2 separate regions of the Mus musculus genome follow, and region 1 is linked to region 2. The links are chromatin contacts, called in public HiChIP or PLAC-seq maps. All regions are on one chromosome and are shown on one strand. Each heading gives the region's core, a stretch centred on a gene start, on an enhancer-like site or on the middle of the called end of the contact. The rest is flanking DNA. Distances are from core to core; before and after follow the strand shown. Region 1 overlaps Nrxn3 (neurexin III). Region 2 overlaps Adck1 (aarF domain containing kinase 1).

Region 1 (5,405 bases), core at 1,136-3,635, 760 kb after region 2:
ACCCAGATGCCCCTCAACAGAGGAATGGATACAGAAAATGTGGTACATCTACACAATGGAGTACTACTTAGCTATTAAAAAGAATGAATTTATGAAATTCCTAGCCAAATGGATGGACCTGGAGGGCATCATCCTGAGTGAGGTAACACATTCACAAAGGAACTCACACAATATGTACTCACTGATAAGTGGATATTAGCCCCAAACCTAGGATACCCAAGATATAAGATACAACTTGCGAAACACATGAAACTCAAGAAAAATGAAGACTGAAGTGTGGATACTATGCCCCTACTTAGAAGTGGAAACAAAACACCCATGGAAGGATTACAGAGACAAAGTTTGGAGCTGAGATGAAAGGATGGACCATGTAGAGACTGCCATATCCAGGGATCCACCCCATAATCAGCATCCAAACGCTGACACCATTGCATACACTAGCAAGATTTTATCGAAAGGACCCAGATGTAGCTGTCTCTTGTGAGACTATGCCGGGGCCTAGCAAACACAGAAGTGGATGCTCACAGTCAGCTAATAGATGGATCACAGGGCTCCCAATGGAGGAGCTAGAGAAAGAACCCAAGGAGCTAAAGGGATCTGCAACCCTATAGGTGGAACAACATTATGAACTAACCAGTACCCCAGAGCTCTTGACTCTAGCTGCATATATATCAAAAGATGGCCTAATCGGCCATCACTGGAAAGAGAGGCCCATCGGACACGCAAAATTTATATGCCCCAGTGCAGGGGAACGCCAGGGCCAAAAAGGGGGAGTGGGTGGGTAGGGGAGTGGGGGTGGGTGGGTATGGGGGACTTTTGGTATAGCATTGGAAATGTAAATGAGCTAAATACCTAATAAAAAATGGAAAAAAAATAAAAATAAAGGAGAAACGACACCCTCAAAAAAAAAAAAAAAAAGAAAGTATAGAACAGGCACATTGCCATTTTTTTTATTATTGTAATTGGTTAATTAAGAGTCCAAAAGGGGTGACTATAATAGAAAAGGCATGACATAGGTAAGGTACTAATGAGCTTTGTTGTGTTAGAAAATCAATGTGTGGTGCCCTGACAATTATCTCACAGTTATCAGGATTCTTGGAAAGCCTTGGTCTACAAGCAAAATTGCTTATGAGATATGGTAAACGTGAAGCAAAGACTCTGTGGAAAGTGGGATTAAAATTGGGGATGAAAACTTAGAAAGATCCATCTATAGCTCTCCTTATCTCAGTTGCATGAGAGAAAAGGAGAAACACAGAAGAAAGAAGGGAGATTTCGAGTTAGGGAGTTATATTTGGGGAAGTGATGAGTTTGGTTAAATTCTTTAGTCTTCCTATGCTTCATGTTTTTACTATGTTAGGTTAAGACAATTACAAGGTGAAAGTCCATGTAACTATCATTTAGGATTAGTTTTTAGACTTGTGCCAATGTTTATAGTTTAGAAATTTTGAAGAAAAAAATTAAAAGATTGGTCCATCAGCCTCCTATGTTGGTTGCTGTCCACTTTGAGTCAAAAATTACTGTTTTAAAAATTTATTAATTATTTTATTTACTTATATCTCAAATGTTGTCCCTCCTAGCCCCACTCATAGAGTTCTTCCCCATCCTCCTTCCAGTTTGCCTTTGAGAAGATCCTCACCTCAGGCATACCCCCACCCTGGAACATCACATCTCTAAAGAATTAATTAGGCACATCCTCTCCCACTGAGGCCAAACAAGGCAGTCAGCCCTCTAGTACATATGTATAAGGAGCCTCGGACCAAAAATGACTTTTCAAGTCTGCTTGAGAGCCCACCACTCCAGGCTCTGAGCTGGTTCTTCCCTGAAGGTTTAGTTCTCGGTAATGTGACTATCTGGCTCAGTTTTCTGTTAAAATTTGCGATGTCAGGATATCTCAGTGATTTCTTAAACTAAGAAAGCATCTGGTGATTCTTTAAAAGGAATATTTTATAGAAGAGGGCATGTCGATTGTGCAAAAGCCTGATAATACCTTTAGTAAAATGAGATGGTTTTCTCCTGTACGTTCGTCAGAGATCCAGTGCCCATCTGAGAATGGCATCGGGGTGAGTGGAAGAAGTAGAGGAAGGAGAGAAGGATGTTGAGTAAAAGGAGGGAAACTGGATGATCTCAGAACCCACACCTAGTGAGCTCCTGGAGAGTCCGAGCTGAGAGGCACTGCAAAGGAGAATCTGCTGCCTGAGTATAGATGGTGCCTGCGAAATGGCTGATTTATCAGGTGCAGGCAGAGTGTGACAAACCTGTTCTGTGCTGTTCTTTTTTTCCCCCTCTCCTCTGCCACATCCCTTAGCCCTTCTCACTCCACCCCTGACACCCCAACCTCTTGCAGCACTTGCTCCCCTTCTCCCTGACCCTCCCCCCTCCTCTTTACTGGCAGGTTCACCAAGAAACAACTGGGTTTCCATGGCAACGTGGAGACAGCTGAAAAATGGCAGCTAAATGCAGCTGCCCCTCATTTAATATCGACTCTGGCACTGACAGAACAGATAATGGGCAATAACACACCATTATGTTGTGGGAAAATGAAATGCTTCAGCAGCAGGCTGTCATGCTGGGGGATTTATTTGTTACTGTACCAGCACCAGTTTCCCTCCACATCCCTTCCTTTCTTTTTATCCCTTCATGCCCTAGGCAGTTTCTCTCTTCCCCCTTTCACCCCCATTGCTCATTTCTATTTCCTCTCATCTTGCATATTTCCCACCATACTTTCTCCATTTCTCTGAATCAGTCATGGCTTTGCCTGGACACATGCACATAGAATAAGAGCAATTATTTGCATAATGACTTACAAGTCACAAAGCACATTCAAACACACTTTCCCTCAATCTGGGTGGCGAGACAACTCCCCCAGACAAGTAGGGCTTGCATGCTGCTAAGTATTCTGTGGGTCTAAAAGGGAGGCTTAGAAATGTTGACCAGTTTGTCCAAATTTACATAAGTAACTGTCAGGACCTTCATTCCCAAGTCAGATTTTCTGCCCTACACACAGGATTCTTTCAACTACACGGAGAATTTCCAGCTGCCAATTTCTGCTCACCTCATCAGAATCAAGTTTCATTAATAATAGTTATTATTAATCTCTATCATAAAAAACTTTCAAGCTGCCAGTCTTCATAAGGTCTATAGTTCTTTTCTTACATGTCTAGGCTCTTATAGATTCTCCCAATAAAGTGGCATTAAGTTGTTGATAAGGGTAGACTGCTTTTAATATTTTAAGTCCAAATGCACATATCTACCCAGTGCCACCCATTGTATCAGGAATTCATGGCATACAAAAGGGTCATAGCATAGTCTGACTTAAAAATTGGACCATTTTGGTGGCTGAGAATATTACTTTCAAAAAGTCTATTGAACATCAAGGCAAAGGGTGTAGAACATCTTTGGGCTGAACAAGGAGAGTCTTTTCTCTATTGCTGTTGATTAACTGTTCTGTTGTAGATCTATGTGGCTGGATCTTCGTAAAACCCACACCCCTTCCTAAGTTATTACATCATGCACTTTCTAGACTCTATAGATCTGAAATCAAGTTCCTTGTAGAAAAATGCAAATGGAGTGTGACTAGGTAATTCCAACAATGTTTTCATTTCTTCTTGTGGTTGGTGAAAGTCAAAACCAAAACCAAGGTTTCATATGGACACCCATAGGCAGTATAGTATGAATAATACATATAGAGGGGTTTAACCATGGAAATGACTTATGTTGGTAAAGAGAGTAATGTTTGTATTGTACACTAAAGGGTTTTGACCTAGAGTCTGTGTAACTCTTGAAAACACACACAACATTTTACATGAACAAGGCAGTACACAGTACAGTGGTTCAACCCACCTGGTTTGAACTCACTAATGCAGGTTTTCACCCTACTAATTTCCAGGTTTGTAGATTGGGAAAAATTATTTTTATTCTCCCAGGCTGGAGTTTTGAAGCTGTGATTCATATAAGAATTTGCATTCTATATTGCTCCTCTTAAGGCTAGAATTCTTTAAAAAAAAAAACATATATAAGACAGAGCCTGTTTCTATTTTAATTTCATTTTATGTTTTGTTTTTATTCTTTGAAAATTCCAGATGTGTATGTAATGTATTTTTGTCATTTCACACCCTATTACTGTCTCGAATCCAACAACCTGACCCCTATATCAAGTTTTTTTTTTTTGTTTTTTGGTTTTTGTTTTTTGTTTTTTTTTTTTTTGGTTTTTTGGTTTTTTGTTTTGTTTTGTTTTTGGTTTTGTTTGTTTGTTTGTTTGTTTTTTGTTTTTGTTTTTTTTTTGCTCTAGTTTCTGTGACAAACTGTGCTAATTAGGGTTGTTCATACAAACATAGATGATGGAATCAATTAGTTACTGGAACATGAGCAATTCATTAGTGGCTACACCACTAAAGAAAAGGCCTCTCCTTCCTCTGATAGCCATCAACCTGCCAGTAGCTAGCTCTTCAGTGAAGGGTGGAACCTTGTGATTCCCTCCCCCTACCCATGAAGGAAAGGTGAGGAACTTAATCTTGTCTGGGTCTTGTGCAGGTGAGCATATGCATTTGTGAGGGCAATTGTGCTGCCGTAGCAAGAAAAATGAACTTCACAGAATTCTTTCAAATTCTCCAGTCTTCTATTTGTATCCCTTTCCGGGACACCACAGGAGCCTTCACTGACCCCTGATGGGAACAGACATTTCTGACCAGAGCAACACTAATCTATGAGTTTAAACATAGGTAGATATTTAGAAGTTTAGAAGAAAACTTGACACCATGTCCACTTAGCAAAATAATAGTAGTCCCCAAACCTCAGCCTCCAAAGACCTATGACTTTGCCATAAAGGCTTTTGACCAGGTTTATGGGATCAGGTAAGAATTCCCACCTGTGCATAAGGCCTCCCAGCCAACTAGAAATCAGTTGGTTATACTCAAAGCAGTACTAACACAGTTGTATCAATAGTTGCACCTTGCCTGACTGGTGTGTATTGTAGCTGAGAGCAGTCACAACTGGGTAAGCTCATTGATGATCTTTTCCCTCCAATAAACTGTCTAGTACCTCTTGCATTATGTAAGTGAACTTGAAGAGAAGAAACTTCCAGCTTCACTTTTGCTTGGTATCTTTCTTTCCTCCAACAAAAACCATGTGACAATCTTTAGCAGTAGAATCTTACCACCGAGATCTGCTACCTATAATTCCTTATGCTAATGATGCTCAGAACCTCTTCCTCTAGCTGTGCTCACATCCCACAAAGGAAACTCAAGTAGGCTACTGGACGAACATTGTATTTCTCTGAGAAAGCTTAGGAAGCCAAGCTGTTGACATGGTAGGGTGTATGTGGTTCCCTGGGTAGTTATTTCCCATCAGTGGTTCCCTTGTGTGAAATGAACCATGATGTATATTATCTAATCCTATAATACCAAAAT
Region 2 (5,933 bases), core at 332-2,831:
GCCCAGAAAATGTTGTCCTTTATAAGAGTTGCTATGGCCATGGTCTCTTTCCAGCAATAGAAACCGTAGTTAAGACAACACCTGACTAGCTTTCTGGTTTTTATAGATGCCCCAGGTGTCTTGGCTCATGATCCTCTCTTCCCGTCTTCCAGGCCAGCAGCGTCTGGTCTAGTTCTTGTGCTGCTGTCTCTCTAGTGCTCCCCTGCCTTTGTCTTCCTTTCAAGAGCTGTGCAGATTACCCCTGTGTACCTGGGCAATGTCCCTCTCATCTCCCTAGCTCAGGGTCGTGGGATTATTAGCAGCCTGATTTTCTTCTGCAGGGTGTGAACTGCTGTTGGCTCTGTTAGGAAAACAAATCTCACTATGAAGAGTCCTAAATGTTGATACAAAGCCCAGAGAGTAATAAAATGAATGCTGTACCTGGTGCCTCTGCCTGAAATATGTTGTCCTAATTCTTGTTTACGTATCACCGAGGGACTTTAAGCTGTAATTCCTGTCTACTTCCCTAAGCCAGGTCACTTTTCTATGGCATCACAGTGTCTTTAGTACATGTGATTAGACTAACAAGTGTCAATGTTATTTGTATTAGTCAGGATCCTCTAGGTTCTGAACTTCCTAATGCTACAACACTTTAATACAGTTCCTCATGTTGTAGTGACCCCAATCATAAAATTATCACGTTGCTACTTCATAACTGTTATGAATTGTAATATAAATACTTTATAAGCAGGATATCTGATATAAGACCCCCCAAAAGGGGTTGCAACCCACAGGCCGAGAGGAACAGAACACAGAACATGAATGTATACAAAGTGGTATAATTAGATTAGCTGACCTGGACAGGTTAGGCAGTCCAGCAATGTCTCTTTGTTCACTGGAAAGGCTGAGAGCCCTGTAGCTTCTGACTGTAGGAGGATGGATACCTCTGCAGTTCCAGTCTGGCACCAAAGGCCTGGAAGATTCCCAGAGACCCACCAATCTTCAGCTCTCATAGGAAGGCCCAAGAAGCTGGGTTCTGGTATTAGCGAAGGATAGCAGCCGTGGTGGTGGCAGCAGCAACAGCGGCAGAGTAGATGTACTTAGTCACAAGATGCAAAGGCAAGCAGGCAAAAGTAGCATTACCGCCATTTCCTCAGCTCTCTTTTTGTCTGGGCTTCTGTTGGAAGGTACTGTCCACTCGGGGGACATTCCCCCTCAGATAACTCTTCCGGGGAAGCATGTCTCTTAGATGATTTCATACCCACTCAAGTTGAAAGCACATTGTCTAACCACTACCTGTAGTCAGTTTTCCCTCGCTTCCCTACCTAACGTTCTCCATATGCCCCCAAACCTGCTCAGCGTCACTCTCCTTCTAAGAGTGAGGTCTTCTTGCCTGTATCTTTTGAGGGTTTGTTTTGATTTCTGCTGTCAGCCATGAGAGTATAAGACTGTATAGATGTGAAAAAGAGACTGTCATCCCACATTCAGGCGGGTATCCTGAACAAGCACAGCGAGCCAAGAGGGGATGCAGGCTGTCTGGGTGTGTTATTCTGCTCATGGCCTTGGCATTTGTTATTCTTGTCTGTAGCAGCCATTCCAGAAATGCCCCCACTTTTCCGGTCGCCGAGCAACTGTGAGAACAAATTAATTATGCATTTTCTCACTGTGTGTGATTAAGGGGCAGATGGAGGGAAGGGTTCTCTGTAGCTTTTCTGGCCATGAAGTTCCCAAATGGATAGTCTCCAGATTGACGAGTTCAGGTCCCCAACTCCTGTGGGCATCTGTGCAGGCAGGCTTGCTCTTTGGCAAGGGGAGCCCCAAGTTGCAAGTAATAACATTGTTATTCTCTTAAATTTGCAACTCGTTTACTGTTTGCTGAGTGCTTGTAGTTAGTTGTGACAGCTCATTTGATGGAATTCCAGGGATCCCGGGACATCTTTTACTTTACAACTCCCTAAATTATTGTTGGTGATGTTAACTCCACCACTAGAGACGAGTTCCTTCAGCCTAAAACTCCGTTCCCTATTAAGATATAGGTGTTGGTCCAGGAGATGGCTCATTGCCATGCAAGTCTGAGGGTCTGAGTTCAGTTCCCAGAAGCCATGTTTGAAGAAAGCCAGATAAATGTGTTGGTGCACACCCTTAATCCCGGTGCTTGGGAGAAGGAGGCAGGCAGATCTTGGTGAGCTGGAGGTCAGCCTGTCCCACATGGCATTCGCCATGCCGGCCAGAGTTCCATGGTAAGACTCTTTGTAATTAGTTGCTTTTCTTTTGCAGTGATAAAACACCATTGCCAAGGCACTTACAGAGGAGCTGGGAACACACACTCGTTGATCTGGAAAGCTATCATTTTAATTTCTGTTTCTTTAGAAATACAATGGCATGATGCACCCAGACCACCTAACTCATAACCCTGCCTTGGCTTAGACTCCCTTTCTAGTCTAGACAGGTTTTAAGCTTGGGATCCTTTCACCTCTGAGGGCTGGGGATGCAGGCCTGCATCACCAGGCGTGGCTTGAATGCTGTTCTTTACTAACTGGAGCATCAGTTTCAGATCTTAGTTGATTTTGTTTGATATTTGTCCCTCCTCTCAGGACATAAAGTATGTCATGCTTTCTCTGTCATCTGCATATCTGTTCATTTTCCAATAGTTGTTAGATATTGAGTTTTATCTTTTTGGGTATTATATATTTTGTAATGAATGTTCTTAAATTTTGATCTAAGGCTTTGTTAAGTTTTGGGGGGCTAGTTGGATTTTTTTTCAGGTCTTGCTTTAATATTTGTTAATTGGAATGAGACAGTATTTAGGGTATCTCTGCTTACTGAGGCCGGAACTTTCTGAGTATGAATTATGACGCTTTTTCAGTCTGGGTAGTAAGAAAAGGCTACATGTGAGTCCTCGTACACAACTCTAATTTTTTGGAGTTTGTCTGGACTCTGTCATGTGTTGCATGTGTGTAGGCTGATGAGCCTTAAGCTAAACATCAGGAGATGGACCTTGAATAGATTGCCAGCTCTCCTTTTTTCCCCTTAAATTAGATATTTTCTTTATTTACATTTCAAATGGTATCCTCTTTCCTGGTGTCCCCTCCGAAAACCCTCTATCCCCTCCTCCCCTCCCCCTGCTCATAACCCATCCACTCCCACTTCCTGGCCCTGGCATTCCCCTACACTGGGGCATAGAGCCTTCACAGGACCAAGGACCTTTCCTCGAATTGATGACTAACAAGGCCATCCTCTGCTACATATGCAGCTGGAGCCATGAGTCTCACCATGTGTGCTCTATGGTTGGTGGTTTAGTCCCTGGGAGCTCTGGGGGTACTGGTGAGTTCATATTGTTGTTCCTCCTATGGGGCTGCAAACCCCTTCAGCTCCTTGTGTCCTTTCTCTCATCTTCTGGTGCTCAGTCCAATGGATGACTGTGAGCATTCACCTCTGTATTTGTCAGGCACTGGTAGAGCCTCTCAGGAGACAGCTATAACAGATTCCTGTCAGCAAACACATGTTGGCATCCACAATAGTGTCTGGGTTTGGTGACTGTATATGGGATGGATTCCCAGATACATCCAGGGGCAGTCTCTGGATGGTCTTTTCTTCAGTCTCTGCTCTGCACTTAGTCTTTATAACTCCTTCCATGAGTATTTTGTTCCCCCTTCTAAGAAGGATCGAAGTATCCACACTTTGGTCTTCCTTCTTGATTTTCATGTGGTCTGTGAATTGTATCTTGGGTATTCTGAGGTTCTGGGCTAATATCTACTTATCAGTGAGTGCATACCATGTGTGTTCTTTTGTGATTGGGTTACTCATTCAGGATGATATTTTCTAGTTCCATCCATTTTCCTAAGAATCTCATAAATTCATTGTTTTTAATAGCTGAGTTTAATAGCTCATTTGTGTAAATGTACAACATTTTCTGTTGAGGGACATCTGGGTTGTTTCTAGCTTCTGGCTATTATTAATAAGGCTGCTATGAACATAGTGGAGCATATGTGCTTACTACATGTTGGAACATCTTCTGGGTATATGCCCAGGAGTGGTATAGCTGGGTCCTTAGGTAGTACTATGTCCAATTTTTCTGAGGAACTGCCAGACTGATATCCAGAGTGGTTGTACCAGCTTGCAATCCCACCAGCAGTGGAGGAGTGTTCCTCTTTTTCCACATCCTCGCTAGCATCTGCTATCACCTGAGTTTTTTATCTTAGCCATTTTGACTGGTGTGAGGTGGAATCTCAGGGTTGTTTTGATTTGCATTTCCCTGATAGCTAAGGATGTTGAACATTTCTTTAGGTGCTTCTCAGCCATTTGGTATTCCTCAGTTGAGAATTCTTTATCTCTGTACCCCATTTTTCAATAGGGTTCTTTGGAGTCTAATTTCTTGAGTTCTTTGTATATATTGGATACTAGCCCTCTATTGGATGTAGGATTGGTAAAGATATTTTCCCAATCTGTTGGTTGCTGTTTTGTCCTATTGACAGTGTCCTTTGTCTTACAGAAGCTTTGCAATTTTATGAAGTCCCATTTGTTAATTTTTGATCTTAGAGCATAAGCTATTGGTGTTCTGTTGCAGAAAATTTCCCCTGTGCTCATGTGCTCGAGGCTCTTCCCCACTTCCTTTTCTATTATTTTCAGTGTATCTGGCTTTATATGGAGGTCCTTGATCCACTTGGACTTGGGCTTTGTACAAGGAGATAAGAATGGATCAATTTGCATTCTTCTACAGGCTAACTACCAGTTGAGCCAGCACCTTTTGTTGAAAATGATGTCTGTTTTCCACTGGATGGTTTTAGCTCTCTTGTCAATGATCAAGTGACCATAGGTGTGTGGGTTCATTTCTGGGTCTTCAGTTCTATTCCATTGATCTACCTGCCTGTCACTGTACCAATACCATGCAGTTTTTATCATAATTGCTCTGTAGTACAGCTTGAGGTCATGGATGGTGATTCCACCAGAAGTTCTTTTATTATTGAGAATAGTTTTTGCTATCCTAGGTTTTTTTTTTAATTGTTGTTGTTGTTATTTCAGATGAATTTGCAAATTGCTCTTTCTAACTCTGTGAAGCATTGAGTTTGAATTTTGATGGGGATTGCAAATACCACTAAAATCAGGGACTAGACAAGGCTGCCCACTTTTTTCCTACCTATTTATTCAATATAGTACTGAAGGTTCTAGCCAGAGCAATTAGACAACAAAAGGAGGCCAAAGGGATACAAATTGAAAAGAAAGAAGTCAAACTATCACTATTTTCAGATGATATGATAGTATATATAAGTGACCCCAAAAACTCCACCAGAGAACTCTTAAACCTGATAAACAACTTCTGTGCAGTAGCTGGATATAAAATTAACTCAAAAAAATTAGTGGCCTTCCTCTTCACAAAGGATAAACAGGCGGAGAAAGAAATTAGGGAAGCAACATCATTCAGAATAGTCACAAATAATATAAAATACCTTGGTGTGACTCTAACTAAGGAAGTGAAAGCTCTGTATGATAAGAACTTCAAGTCTCTGAAGAAAGAAATTGAAGAAGATCTTAGAAGATGGAAAGATCTCCCATGCTCATGGATTGGCAGGATTAACGTAGTAAAAATGGCTATCTTGCTGAAAGCAACCTACAGATTCAGTGCAATCCCTATCAAAATTCCAACTCAATTCTTCACAGCTTTCCTTTAGTATTACGTGTCTTTACATCTCTCTCCTCCCCTATGAACTCTTTCTGGACTTAACTCCATCTCTCAACTCAAAGTTGCTTTTTACAGAGAATCTGCTGTAATCTGGGACCACTGTAGGGTTCATCTTCCTTCCTTCCTTCTACCTTCACTGCTGGATGCCTAGGGTTTGAAAACCACTCTGTTATGTTTCAAATGTGAATGAAGGTAACAGAAGTCCCTTTCCTAGGACATTAAGCCTTATGGCCTGGGAGACCTCCAAGTTTAGAAGTTTGGGGTGCAGGGGTGA

What was found. HiChIP or PLAC-seq counts read pairs in DNA pulled down with a chosen protein or histone mark.
Region 1: an H3K4me3 HiChIP or PLAC-seq map of embryonic basal ganglia shows a contact between it and region 2, with 5 times the contacts expected there. The contact joins two enhancer-like sites. A contact is called at or near these places in 1 of 15 datasets of contacts at CTCF or cohesin (stem cell-derived epiblast-like cells), 2 of 484 Hi-C or Micro-C datasets (the G1E-ER4 cell line and double positive thymocytes) and 1 of 115 datasets of contacts at active chromatin or transcription factors (embryonic basal ganglia).

The regions. Positions count from the first base shown.
Region 1 is chr12:89,146,801-89,152,205 of GRCm38.p6, forward strand. All of the region lies in intron 3 of Nrxn3 (neurexin III), which reads left to right. Among named protein-coding and RNA genes, the nearest start is that of Gm40537, 180 kb to the left of the region's middle. Within about 2 kb of position 2,386, at least 39 of the 459 cell types and tissues checked have an H3K27ac peak or open chromatin away from gene starts, as enhancers often do. A contact at or near this core is called in embryonic basal ganglia, where this site is marked.
Region 2 is chr12:88,387,425-88,393,357 of GRCm38.p6, forward strand. All of the region lies in intron 3 of Adck1 (aarF domain containing kinase 1), which reads left to right. Among named protein-coding and RNA genes, the nearest start is that of 3200001D21Rik, 13 kb to the left of the region's middle. Within about 2 kb of position 1,582, at least 19 of the 459 cell types and tissues checked have an H3K27ac peak or open chromatin away from gene starts, as enhancers often do. A contact at or near this core is called in embryonic basal ganglia, where this site is marked.